Regions from separate parts of the Mus musculus genome. Here region 1 is linked to region 2. A link is a contact called in public Hi-C data. All regions are on one chromosome and are shown on one strand. Each heading gives the region's core, a stretch centred on a gene start, on an enhancer-like site or on the middle of the called end of the contact. The rest is flanking DNA. Distances are from core to core; before and after follow the strand shown. Region 1 has its middle 94 kb from the start of St8sia4. Region 2 has its middle 160 kb from the start of Fam174a.

Region 1 (3,868 bases), core at 171-2,670, 100 kb after region 2:
CTGCATGTATTTTCTCCTTAAGATAGCCTGTTTCCTTTGGAGCAAATAGATTTAAATGCTTGCAGTGAGGAAAAATGCTTACCTAGAGAACCAACCTATAATTAACAGAACTTTTTTACTTGAGATATGCAGGTGTGCATAGGGAGCACATTTTGACCCATGCAGAGAGACTGGTGTTGCATCTGGAAAATCGTTAAGAGGATGCCATCAGAGAAGTTTTTTTTTGTTGTTGTTGTTTTTTGTTTTGTTTTTTTATCTGAGCATTTAAACAGAAACGTACTTTGAAAAATGTTTGTTCATGGTCTAGAATATCAAATAAAAATTTAAAAATATAAGTATTTGTAGAAATAGCACCAACAAACAAAATGATAAGAGAAATATCCAACAGTATCTGATGACTCACAATTCATCTTTTATTCTTGCTAAAAATCATGCAGCATAAGCCACATGTCATTGAAAAATATAAAGATGTTGTAAATTATCAAGGAAAATGAAGGACTCTAAATTCTTGAGTGTTTTAATTACATGGCAATATTGCTTCATTTTCTGGGATTGGGGCAGCTAGCTTTTTATAGTTTCATAACTAGTCCTACTGGTGCATCATAAAATTTTTCTAAATATTAAAATCATATTCTATCAATTACTGGATCTTAGCTGTGTCAGATATTAGAGTCTTTGACAGCATTATAACTTTCTATAGTTAACAAGTTAGGCAGTTTGAGGAAAGAATTCCCACATAGGTTCAGGCATTGGAATACTTGGTCCCCAGTTGCTGTTCCATGGAGGATACAAAACCTTTAGGAAGTAGCCTTGTGGGAGTAAGAACTCATTGGAGATTATAGCTTTGATGTGCTTCTGTTTTCCTCTCTCAGCTTCTAGCTGGTCAATGAGCTGTCTTCTCTGGCTGCCTGATGCAATCTCATCTTTGTCATTTTGAACTGTTTGATAGAACTATAATCCCAAATCAATCCTTATTTCTATAGGTAGCCTTTGTCAGGCTGGTTTTACTATAAGCAAATAGGCAATTAACACAACAGGAAAGAATTTTTTAAAAAACTAGATTGATTTTATAGCAAATGAGTGAGAAAGACAAATTCACCGCAGACCTGTGGCTTTCCCTCTAGCTTTTGCTTATTCACTTTCCGGTTATGTATTATGAAAGTCCCCACAAATCAACAACGACGGCATGTACAGTCTTAAAATGTGCTGCAATCAACTAACACGAATGTACTCCAGAAAAGTTCAGAAATATTTGGGAAGATATTTCTTTATGTATAGATACCGATTTTTTTCCCTTCAGGGATTTGATGAAGCAATCTCCTTGCTAGAATCTTTTTGCGTTTTGAAAGGATTGTTCTACCCCGCTCTCTGGGCCAGTAGCTGATCAGCTTGATCCAGACACTTCCTTGCCTTCTCAGCACAGAAGCAGAAGCGTGTGAACTGTGTGAATGTAGTGATATCCCCCTCACTCCTTTTTGTCATGTGTTAGCTAGCAATATGTTTTAATGAACTTTCTAAATCCATCACTTATTTTACTTCATAGTGACCTTTGAGATCACTATACCTATTTCCTCTGTACTTGTCACCCTGTACTATCTAAATCCAGCCAGCTACCCATGGGGGATGATGGTATTACATTCTTTCTTTTGAAGTTAAAAGGTAATTACATAATTTCTGCTTCCATTTTCTATCACCAGACTCTGTCATATAACTCCCCTATCCTTTCTCAAATCCATGGTGTTGAGAGTATAGTTGAGTGGTTGAACACTTGACTGCACATTGGTGATCTTTCTTTTTATCATTGATTCTTGTTACACACACACCTCGTTGTGTATATTATTACTTGTAGGTATATTTTCAGAGCTGTTTATTTGCCACAGAGAACAAAATTAATGTGTTCTTCCATGAGCATGACCACTTCTCCCACTCTGGGATTTCCTTAGTTGCCCACAGATCTTTGTGGAGAACTGGAGCTTTGGGAGCTTCCCCCAATCTACATCTGTATGTTTCATATTGTTATCTTTGTTCAACCCAGGTTATGCAGTCATATGGGTGAGACTTTCTGGGATATACCTTCTGATAGTAATATGAGATACTAGCTCACAGCAGATACTCTAATTTGGCTCTTCCAATACTTCTACCTCCTCTTGAAGGCTCTTCCAATACTTCTACCTCCTCAAGCCTTATGTGCAAGATATGTTTTATATATCTATCAAGTAGGACTGGGCTTTATAGCTCTGCCTTTTGATTGGTTGTCATTTTTGTAACGGTTTCTATCTGCTGTAATGAGAAGTTTCCCTGATGTGGGACACGGACTACACTTATCTTTGGCCATGGGTACAAAAATTTAGAATGTAATGAGGGATGGTATTGATTTATAAAGTGATGGCCATAGGTTCCTTTACATGAACTATAACTTCACTATTCCTGAATAGTTGGCTAGGGTTACAGTACCAGGAATAGGTACCCTCTTTTTGTGTAGGTGTTATATTCAATTAGAGTGTCATTGGCTACCAATAAGGGATGCACGTAGTACTATACTCCTAGGGCTAATGTACCATGTTGCGTGTTGTGATTATTTATAGGCTTCATACCTCTGTAGGACTGTCTGTTGCTTCCTCCTTTTGGAACTTTGCATTGTGCCTCTGGTAGCAAGAAAAACAGTCTTTAGGGAGGAAGAATTTATGTATGTTCTATATCAGTGACCTCTTGTTCCTGTGCCTGAAGTCCATGGTGCCTTTAACAATAGAACCTTACCTTCCATAAAGTATGGGATGGTAACTAAGGGCAGTGCAATTTTTGTATATCTTAGTACTCTTTTGGACAATTTGGACAAAGTAACTATAAAGATGGCTTCCCATTTTTTTTTTTACATATTTTCTTCAATTACATTTCCAATGCTATCCCAAAAGTCCCCCACACCCTCCCCCCCCCACTCCCCTACCCACCCATTCCCATTTTTTTTTTTTGGCCCTGGCGTTCCCCTGTACTGGGGCATATAAAGTTTGCCTGTCCAATGGGCCTCTCTTTCCAGTGATGGCCGACTAGGCCATCTTTTGATACATATGCAGCTAGAGTCAAGATGGTTTTTCTCCTGGAGATAGTACTGTGAGCCTGGATGAGAAAATTTCATTTCAACTATATATGTATATTTATACAAAGGGTCTAGTGTAATACAGGATCATTTTAAAGGTAAATTATTAATAGTGGGATTGGTTTGAAATGTTTTTCAATATTTTTCCTCTTATTTTAGCTTCTTTCCTTCTGAACTGATCTTCCACCTTCTCCATAATTAAAGATGCAGGCTGTCCACTTGCACCCTGCTTTCCCCAAGGTGTCTCTTTCCCCACAAACCCTATTCTTGCAAGGATATCATTTTACTTTCCTGATTACTGTTTTTACACAAGAATTTGCACTCACGTCTGAAGATTGAGAGCTAGGAGCCTCCAGTGAGAGAAACCATGGTGCATTGGAGTTTCTGGGTATAGGTTACCTCAATATGATCTTTCCTAGTTCTATACATTTACCTGAAAAGTTCATGACTTCATTTTTCTTTATAGGTGAACAGTTCTCTAAATTGTATGTGTACATTATATATTCATTGCTCGTAGAACATTTAGGTTACATAATCTCCTAGCTATTGCGAATATAGCAGCAACGAACATGGCGGAGCAAGAATCAGTGGAGTAAGAATTTTAGTCCTTTGAGTGTATATGTGTGTGTGTGTGTGTGTGTGTGTGTGTGTGTGTGTATGGTTGGCCATCATGCAGGCATTTATTCTCCTTTAATTCTTTCTCCTTAATGTCATTGAGATTTTTCCTTGTGTTTTCTTTAAACTCCTTAATTTCTTTTATGGAGTTTATGATTG
Region 2 (4,268 bases), core at 68-2,567:
GGCTCTTCAAACAATATTGAGGCCTTCTCGTAACCTACAGAATCTGTGTATCTTCTTTTAAAAAATGCCTTTGCAAATGAAACTCATTTAGAGAACTTGAGATAACCATTCCGTTATTTAGGTGGGCTTTACACATAATGTAAAGATACCTCACAAGTATCTCTGTAAGAGGTGGACTAGAGCAGAGATGAGTACCTAGAGTCACAGCAAGCATTGAAAGCACTGTACAAAGCTCAAGTCCAAGTGGATCAAGGACCTCCACATAAAACCAGATACACGGAATCAAATAGAAGAGAAAGTGGGGAACAGCCTCATATACATTGACAAAGAGAAAAATCTGAAGAAACCACCAATGGCTCGTGCTCTAAGATCAACAGTTGACAAATGGAACCTAATAAAACTGCAAAGCTTCTGTAAGGCAAAGGCACTGTCAATAGGACAAAAACCACATCCCACAGATGTTGGGGAAACATCTTTACCAACTCTACATCTAATAGAAGAATAATATGCTGTTGGGCCCTATTTGGCCCTGGTTTGGGTCTTGAGGACAAACCCCAGCCTGGCTTGAGTTTTGAAAACTGTCTCAGTCACTTCCGTACTGGAGTGACTCAGCATGACCTGCTTAAGCCTGTCTCTGCTTAGCTACTGCTAACATAGAGTAACTTTGTTGGCTCTATCAGTCACCCCATACCCTTCCTCGTCCTTCCTCTTCCCCTATGTCATCTCACCTTAGCAAAAAAATTCCCACCTCCTCTCTCAGCCCTCTATAAACAAAAGACTGATACAATTAAGTTCCTGCTTTGACAGACTTCTGGCTCAGGGTGGTTATTCTCCAGTCTGCAGGAGATCTGAGCTGTGACATTCACCATCCTGTTTCAGCCCTGGAGAGACTTGGCTGGACCAAGTTCTCTCCTCTCAGCCTAGAGCTGCTGGCCAAGAGCAGGCAATATGCAAAATATACAAAGAACTCAAGAAGCTAAACTTCAGAGAACCAAATAACCCTATTAAAACTGGGGTACAGAGTTAAACAGAGAATTCTCAACTGAGGAATCTCAAATGGCTGAGAAGCACTTAAGGAAAGAAATGTTTAAAATATTTAGTCATCAGGGAAATGCAAATAAAAATGACCCTGAGATTCCATATCACACCAATTAGAATGGCTAAGATAAAAAGTGCAGGTGAGAGCAGATGCTAGTGCCGATGTATAAAAAAGAGGAGGCATTTCCTTCAAAGGAGATGTTGTTCTGCTGATTCCATGGTGTCAGGCTTCGGGTTTCTTGTGGCTTGAAAACATGAGCTATGGTTTAAGCCAGTAAGTTTCTCTCAGTGACCACAATGAAGAAACATGGTATTGCATGCATATGTGAAATATGAATGATATACAGCATGCAATGGGTTTATGAAAGTTTTGTCATGTCAAATTAGACAGTATGGGAGACTACATGAACCACTACATAGACAAGAGTTTGCTATGGAGTTGTTTCTTTCTTGCCTAACATTCCATGCTATAGCTTTTGTTTTAGCTATAACAGAGAGTCTAAGTGGATAAAGTCTTCCCAATATGACTGCCCAAAGGACAGAACAACAACATTGTATGGACACAAGTTGTATTTAGGAACACACAAACACACACAGACATACACACAGACATACACACACAGACACACACACATAAACACACACACATACGAATGTGTGTTTATATACATGTAAACATATGAACAAATATACATATGTGCTAATGAGAAATGAGATCATATGAAGAAGAGAAGACAGGTATATTCAGGAGGGTTTGTAGAAAGGAAATGCAAGAGGAAGATGTTGTAATTAAAATTCTGTCTCAAAAAATAAACAACAACAGAAGATTTCACTTGACAGCCAAGAGGAGTGGAAAAGAAAAGTGAAAAATGTTCCTAAAAGCATAAACATACTAAGAGCATTGTATTCTGGTTCCACTCTCTCTATGCGTTTACTCTCACTTGTTCATGATGCTTTAACATACTGAAATGTGCAAAAGTACCGAGGGACTATTGGGACAGCTGGACTTCTGCTCACAGCTCTATAAATTGCTTGCTTTTCAATTTATACAGGCTCAGGAAGTTCTGAAGTAAAACAAAGAAAAATATAGTGCAAAAGAAATATAAAAATAGAGCCGGGCGTGGTGGCACACGCCTTTAATTCCAGCACTCAGGAGGCAGAGGCAGGTGGATTTCTGAGTTCGAGGCCAGCCTGGTCTACAAAGTGAGTTTCAGGACAGCCAGGACTATACAGAGAAACCTGTCTTGAAAAACCAAAAAAAAAAAAAAAAAAAAAAAAAGAAATATAAAAATAATGCCATAAGTAATCCTTTCCTTAACAAATTCTAATCTTGGTAATTGGAGAAAGGGACTGGGTAAAATGGTACAAAAAATAGATGCTGGGATGAGCTGAGTTCTAAACCTTGATTAAATTAGTATATCAACTGTCATAAAGATAGACATCATAAAGATAGAGATCTTGATGGGTTTGTAATGATAAGGGACATTAAGGTTTTGGACTCTGTATTCTTTTCTCAAATATTGACTACAAATATCCTGACTATAAATACTTTCTAGACAGCTTACACCTATTGACTGCGTTATTATTACTTAAACTGCAAACCAGAAAGTTCAGGAACATTTACGTTTTCATTCAAGTGCATTCACACATAGCACATAAAGGCTTAAGTCACACATACATACATAGGGTCAGATACATATTTATCCAACAGATGCATATCATGCACACATGCAATCATCCCCATGCGCATAAAACATGTAGAATGTTGCATTAACATTACGACATTTTCTCCTGTTTCACCTCCATGAAAGAAAGCTCTCTCCCTCCCCATTTTATTCCCATTTTTCATTGGTTTGTAAAATATACTTATGGCCAAGCACACTCCCGTGGTTGTATTGCAAAGCATTTTTAACATATTTATCATGCCATAAACTAGCATGGTGACAGTACTTTAATGTTAACTGCTGCATTATTAATGGGGGATAGTTTGCCTTTACAGAAGGTCCCTGAGTTTGTTGTGATTCACAGTCATTATGGCCAATAAATATGATGTGGGTCAGATTGGAAATGCAAAGGGCTTGGTGAACTCTGAATGACTTAGATATGCTTTGAACTTTTTCCCTCATAATGTCAAGATTCTGGTTCAAAAACTGTGACTTGCAGCAACTATTTTTAATGCCATGAATGGTTATTCTCACATAAGAGAAAAAACTGATTTATTCAAGAGATTTTTTTTACCTTGTATCTTTTTTTTTTTAAGATTTATTTATTTATTCTATGTAAGTACACTGTAGCTGTCTTCAGACACTCCAGAAGAGGGAGTCAGATCTCATTACGGATGGTTGTGAGCCACCATGTAGTTGCTGGGATTTGAACTCCGGACCTTTGGAAGAGCAGTCGGGTGCTCTTACCCACTGAGCCATCTCACCAGCCCTACCTTGTATCTTTTATACTAACTCTAAAATATACTAGCTTAAGTACACAATGACATGGATTAAGGAAAGACTACTGGTTAGAAATTCAGTGGGTAAATAAAAATTCAGATGATATATTTGTATCTGACATATCAATTTGTCAAGTTGAGTTCAAAATCTCTTCCTTGGATTAAATTCATATACATAAACATATACATGTACATGTACATATACATAGTGCACTTTAAAAACATGTAGCCCATAATGATAAATACAAATACATAAAGAGAATGAATAGATATAATATGAATAAGGAAAGTACAAAACTCCCCTGACAAATACATAAGTAATATTCAGTCATATTATAAAAAAGCAAAAATTCAAGTCAAAGTTTACTATAAAAATTAACAAATATTTCCAAAAAGCAATCCTGATATTGAAATGATAAAATAATGAACCTGTCTAGAAAATATGTATCAATGCAATTGAAAATCTATTTTTAATAAAGTTGTACTAATTTTTAGTTTTGGTACTTTTTAAAAGACAATACAACATAGTTACAAACTCCAAAAAAGAAAGAGGATAAGTACAAGGACATTTCATACACAATCAGCTTAGAAATGCTCTGCTTCATATACTACACAATTTGATACATATTATGCCATTCTAATAGCGAAATGAAATGTTGTTATTTTATATTAAATATACGCTCAAAATAATGCTTATACTTTTATCCTGAGTTATGTTCTATATTTATTTTTATGAGCATTCATTTGAATTATTTCTATGTATATATACATGTTTATAATAGAAAAC

Evidence for each region. A called contact is a pair of places that touch in the nucleus more often than the background predicts.
Region 1: a Hi-C map of granulocyte-monocyte progenitors shows a contact between it and region 2, with 2.3 times the contacts expected there. The contact joins two enhancer-like sites. A contact is called at or near these places in 2 of 39 promoter capture datasets (the C10 cell line and the HPC-7 cell line), 8 of 484 Hi-C or Micro-C datasets (the C10 cell line, the HPC-7 cell line, LSK cells and 5 more) and 1 of 115 datasets of contacts at active chromatin or transcription factors (the HPC-7 cell line).

What each region holds. Positions count from the first base shown.
Region 1 is chr1:95,571,946-95,575,813 of GRCm38.p6, forward strand. No RefSeq gene overlaps it. Among named protein-coding and RNA genes, the nearest start is that of St8sia4, 94 kb to the right of the region's middle. Within about 2 kb of position 1,421, at least 53 of the 459 cell types and tissues checked have an H3K27ac peak or open chromatin away from gene starts, as enhancers often do. A contact at or near this core is called in the HPC-7 cell line, LSK cells, granulocyte-monocyte progenitors and 1 more, where this site is marked.
Region 2 is chr1:95,467,649-95,471,916 of GRCm38.p6, forward strand. No RefSeq gene overlaps it. Among named protein-coding and RNA genes, the nearest start is that of Fam174a, 160 kb to the left of the region's middle. Within about 2 kb of position 1,318, at least 67 of the 459 cell types and tissues checked have an H3K27ac peak or open chromatin away from gene starts, as enhancers often do. A contact at or near this core is called in the HPC-7 cell line, LSK cells, granulocyte-monocyte progenitors and 1 more, where this site is marked.